2 separate regions of the Pan troglodytes genome follow, and region 1 is linked to region 2. The links are chromatin contacts, called in public HiChIP or PLAC-seq maps. All regions are on one chromosome and are shown on one strand. The core of a region is the stretch at or near the end of the contact, and the rest is flanking DNA. Distances in the headings are between cores, read along the strand shown. Region 1 holds the start of PHB1 (prohibitin 1). Region 2 holds the start of NGFR (nerve growth factor receptor).

Region 1 (2,700 bases), core at 201-2,700, 80 kb before region 2:
AATGCTTTATAGCTTGGAAAGTGTACTATCAATTCTTCTGCTTTTTTTTTTTTCAGTTTCTTTTCTTTCTTTCTTTTTTTTTTTTTTGGAGACAGGGTCTTGCTCTGTCACCCAGGCTGGAGTGCAGTGGCGCAATCTCAGCTCACTGAAGCCTCGACCTCCCAGGCTCAAGCAATCTTCTCACCTCAACCTCCCAAGTAGCTGGGACCACAGAAGTGTGCCACCATGCCCGGCTAATTTTGTTCATGTTTTGCAGAGATGGGGTCTTGCTACGTTGCCCCAGGTGGTCTCGAACTCCTGGGCTCAAGTGATCCCCCTGCCTCGGCCTCCCAAGTGTTGGGATTACAGGCATGAGCTACCATGCCTGGCTGATTTCTCTTTTTTTCTCAACCATTTAAAGTAAGGTGTCTGGGACACTTGGTTCAATAATGAAAACAATGCATGGGCTTGAAATCCACAGAAAACTTAGCACCACACTAAACCACCCTCTCATTTCCTGGACAAGTAGGCCCCCAAAAAGAGGCTGTGAGGTTAGATTGGTGCAATTATGGTTTGAAAAAATAACTTAAAAAAAATGTGCTACATGTTGATGCCAACAAAAAAAGTAACCGTAACAGCTAACACTTATATCAGGTAGCCTAATAAAAGCAATTTATTTACTTCTCACAATTACCCTATGAAGCATATTACTACAGAGGAAACAGAGGCACACAGAGAGGTTACATGAGAAGCCGAGATTGCAGTTACTAAGTGGTAGAACCAGAATTAGAACCCAGAGGTCTAATGCTAGCAGACACAGCTTACCTCCTCACCATACTGCTTGTCAACATCGTGTATTAAGAACGACATGCTTCTTATGGAAGCAGGAGCTGGATGACATCCTGGGGCCAAGATAACTGAAGAACCCATTTGGGAGAAAGGCTCTAACTAGCTGCACAGGGACAGTGAGCTCTGGAATAACTGGGAGGGTGGGGCTGAGGCGGGGTGGGCATAAGCACAGTTGACCTAACTAGGTGGGCATAAGCACAGCTGACCTAACTAGAAATCACGCCAGCATCTAACTTTCTAACGCTCCGCCCCACCGTCGTTGCCCGCTCCAGTCTCAAATCCTCCCTCCCTACTTCCCAGACCTCAACTCCTGAGACTACCCTGATCTCGTCCAGTGCATTTAAATCTTCCTTCTCTGAGGCTGGGACACCCGGCCCTTTACATTTCTAATAGCTTCTGGATTATTCCTCACCCTGCCTCCATGGACACCTCCCTTACTCTGAGCAACCCCTGGCTCGTCCCGGGCTCAGCCCCTTCTCCCCTCCCTCACAAGTCGGACTCACGCACGCACTCTCCTCGCCCAAAGTGCCCATCATGGAGCAGAGGAGGACTGCAGAGATGCCCAGAAACGGGCCTTTGCCGCCCCCTCCATTCTCACCTGCTTCCACTCTGACCTCCACATGAATTCCCCAACCACACATACTGCGCATGCGCTCCTCTGCCCTGCCCGCTTTCCAAGATCCACGCTTCCTATTGGTGTGGCAGAGCGCTGTGAGTTCTGGGAAGGGTGGCTTAGAACCTCACCCTGGTTCTGCGGCTCTTAGCAGATGAACTACAACTCCCAAAAGGCTATGCTGCGGTGGGCCCGTGGAGAAAAGCTTTTTCTCTTTGGTGATCACCGCGAGGATGTTGCCGCAAAGCCTTTTGGGGGCTGTAGTTTCCTGGGGCTAAATGCACGTGCCTATCCTGTACAGAGGCTAAGACTGCCGGAAGGAGAGCCTTAGGGCTCCGGGAAAGAGGAGGTGGGCGTCCAGCTGGTGGCAAAAATGAGTAGGGGCAACTTTATGGCTGATGAAGAGGACAGGTGGAACTCTGGAGGAAGTCGTGGTGAAATCACCGGCAGGCTGAGACCCTTTGGGGGAACGAAGGGCCGTCTTCCTTCCAAAGCCCTGTCTGCAAACGTCCTCAGAGTTGTGAGACGTTGATTACCAGACCCCGAGAGAACCATCTGTGCTGAAAAACTGAGACCAACCGAGAGGAAGGAATTCATTCAGGGTCATGCACCGAGTGAGAAAAGGGGCTCGGCTTGGAATCCAGGTCCCCTAGACATGATTTTAAAGAAACGTTTTATTTGGAAAAGTTGCAAGAATAGGGCAAAAGAACGCACGTTAAACTTTGGTTCAGATTCACCTATTGTTAACAATTTGCTTCATTTGTTTTATCATTTGTTTCTTACCTCTCCCCTCCTCCTCCCTGCCGCCACTCCGCCGCCCCACCTCCGTGTGCGTGTGTGTTTATTTTCTTGTTTTTGTTTTGTTTTGTTGTTTGTTTTTGAGATGGAGTTTCGCTTTTGTTGCCCAGGCTGGAGTGCAGTGGCGCGATCTCGGCTCACCGCAACCTCCGCCTCCCGGGTTCAAGCGATTCTCCTGCCTCACCCTCCCAGAGTAGCTGGGATTACAGGCATGCACCACCACACCCGGCTAATTTTTGTATTTTTGTAGAGACGGGGTTTCTCCATGTTGGTCAGGCTGGTCTCGAACTCCCGACCTAGGTGATCCACCCGCCTCGGCCTCCCAAAGTGGTGGGATTACAGGCGTGAGCCACCGCGCTCAGCTCTCATTCTAGTTTTTACCTCTATAAGATCAACTCTTTTAGCCCCCACGTAGGAATAAGAACGTGAGGGCTGGGCGTGGTGGTCACGCCTGTAATCCC
Region 2 (2,700 bases), core at 15-2,514:
TTTGCAGACACCCCCATCAACTCTGTGCTCCAGGGTCTTGATGTCTGGGAACGAAGAAATGGAGGGAACAGGAAAGGGGTAAGCATGAGGGTGGGTGGCATGCTTTTTGGGTTGGGAGGCATATTATTTGGACTTGGCAAGGTTTCTAGGGCAAGATGAATTTGGTCCTAGCACATGGATGGGTACACAGATATGAGTCCATTTCACCACTTTTCTATTTATTCCCTTCTACAGAACTTTCTTGAACCCTACTGTATACCAGGAATTCAGAGAAGAAACCATAATCCCTGCCTGCAGAGCTCATAAGCCCATGGAGACACTCACAGTCTGGTGAAGTCTATATTGTTGAAGATGCATCTGTTTGTTTGTTGATGGGTGTCAGTGTGTGTGTGCACTCATGAATGTGTGTGTTTGTGTGACTGTATACATGTGAGGGCTTATGCAGACACGACTGTATACATGCATGTGTGAATGTGTAGGTATGCGCGTTTGAATGTCCGGATCACATATGTGCCCGTGTGCATGCCTGGAGAGGTGCATGTGTGGGACAGTCAGGTCGGCAGGAGTGCATGAGGACGGTGTGGGCACACGTAAGTGCCCCATCACACATACAAGTGAGCTTGAGAGTGTGTATTCCTGTGCACTGTGTGCACACCTGTGACCCCTTCAAACCCCTCATTTGAGAATCAAATGATGTCGGAATGGACTCCACCTTGAATGTCGATGGCCGAGGTCAGGGCGCCTGCGCCCCTCCCCTCCCCCTAGGCCTCTGCCCAGGGATCTCCTGCACTGGGAAGGGGAGGGGTGGGGATAGGGGTGGAGGTGGGGTGATGGACTGAGATGAAGGGCAGGGAGGGCAAGCGGGCATTCTTACTGATAGGGGGCAGTTAGGGAGCAAGGCTCCAGGGAGAAGATGAAGCCAGAGGCGGAGGAAGATGGGTAAGAGAGTGAACCCTGTGGCGGGCCACAGCCGGAGAGGAACAGGAACCGCAGTGGGGACGCCCTGGTCCCCGGGCCCACAGCATCCGGGACGGACGCGCAGTAGCGCGGGCCGGGAACTGGGTACCAGGGCGGGATGGGTGAGAGGCTCTAAGGGACAAGGCAGGGAGAAGCGCAGCGGGGTGCGGGGAACCGCACGCCCTCCCTTTGCCTCTGCTTCCCACCCCGAGGCGGCGGGGCGGGCGGGCGCGGTTCCGGGGGTGGGCGGGCTGGGCGGGGCGGAGGCGGGGCCGCAGCACTGGCTTCACCCAGCCTCTCCCGCCCGCAGCCAGAGCGAGCCGAGCCGCGGCCAGCTCCGGCGGGCGAGGGGAGGGGGGCGCTGGAGCGCAGCCCCATCAGTCCGCAGAGCGGACCGAGCTGGAAGCCGAGCGCTGCCGCGGGAGGCGGGCGATGGGGGCAGGTGCCACCGGCCGCGCCATGGACGGGCCGCGCCTGCTGCTGTTGCTGCTTCTGGGGGTGAGTGTTAGCCGGAGGGGGCCCGCTCCCTTTCCTGGGATCAGAACTCCGAGAAGAGCCGAGCGCCGCCACCAAGGAAACAGAACAGAGCATTGGGGTCCCAGTTACTGAGGGTGGGTGGTGGGAAAGGACCTCTGATGCCGGGACCACGAAGGAGGGTCTAGGGTTCCCGGAGCGCAGAGGCGACTCTCCAGGGTGGAGATGCGGGCAAGACCGGAGCACGGATGCCGGTCCTCAGGTACCGCAGGGGGCGGTGGGGGAGCTGGGAGGGGTCTTTCAGGAGGGGGCATGGGGCTCTCCGATGCCCAGGTTCTTCGGAAGAGGACACTCGAATGCCGGGATCCCGAAGGGACTTTCCCCTCAGCATCTCGGTCTCTGGAGAGTCGTGGGACAGAACCAAGGCGAGAGAAGGAGGGGGAACTGGACGGGGACTAGAGATGAGAGGGGCGAGCTGGGCTGGGGCGGGGAGCCCGGGACGACGGGATGGAACAATGGAGGAGGTCGGAGGGACTGGAGGCAGAGGGGACCCGGCAAGGACAATGGGGACCGGCCAGACAATGGGGGGGAGGGGCGTCGGAGGGAGAGGTTGGGGAGCAGGAGAGAGGTTGAGAAGTGGGTTAGGGAGGGCAGAAGAGGGGCGACGGCGAGGGCGGCAGACAGATGGAAGCAGAAGGAAAGGAGACAGAGCGGGGTGCGGACCCTGAAGTGGTCGGGGTCCCGCCTGCCCGCTGAGGGACAGTGAGACGAGAAGAGAGAGCAGAGGCTTGGACATTTCCAGCGCCTGTCCCCGCGCTCCTGCTCGCGGCCTCTCCCAGTCCCGGAATTGGGGCTGCGGATCTAAGGCTGGGAGGGGAGTGCCCACTTCGCCGGGGCGAACCCGCTCCCGGGGTTCCCCCACGGCCGGCGGGCTCCTCCGACGCGCGTGTTCTCACGGCTTGAAGCAGCGCAGCGGATCGCGAGGGACGGAGCGGGTGTGCCCCTACCCGGGCTGGCGGTGGCTACGTCTCGGGGTGCAGAGCGCCGGGGCGCACTAGGCGGGGACCCTTCCTGGCCGCGCGCAGCTCTGGCTACGCAGGCGGGAGGCGGCAGGCAGGGGGCGCTGCGGGGCGAGGCAAGTGCAGTCCGCCGCTGCCTGCCTACGAGTCTGGGGCTGCGCGCCGCTCCCCACCTAGCTGCGCGACCCGAGCGCCGCGCCCACCGCGCTCCGTGGGCTCCCGCTCCTCGAAGGGTCGGGATCCGGTCTGA

What was found. HiChIP or PLAC-seq counts read pairs in DNA pulled down with a chosen protein or histone mark.
Region 1: an H3K4me3 HiChIP or PLAC-seq map of stem cell-derived excitatory neurons shows a contact between it and region 2, with 2.8 times the contacts expected there. The contact joins the promoter of PHB1 here to the promoter of NGFR in region 2. A contact is called at or near these places in 1 of 1 datasets of contacts at active chromatin or transcription factors (stem cell-derived excitatory neurons) and 1 of 1 other capture datasets (stem cell-derived neural stem cells).

What each region holds. Positions count from the first base shown.
Region 1 is chr19:18,669,265-18,671,964 of NHGRI_mPanTro3-v2.0_pri, reverse strand. It overlaps PHB1 (prohibitin 1), which reads right to left and starts at 1,450. Exons shown (of 7, transcript NM_001246403.1): 1 at 1,427-1,450.
Region 2 is chr19:18,588,758-18,591,457 of NHGRI_mPanTro3-v2.0_pri, reverse strand. It overlaps NGFR (nerve growth factor receptor), which reads left to right and starts at 1,264. Exons shown (of 6, transcript XM_016931494.4): 1 at 1,264-1,455. The coding sequence starts at 1,390.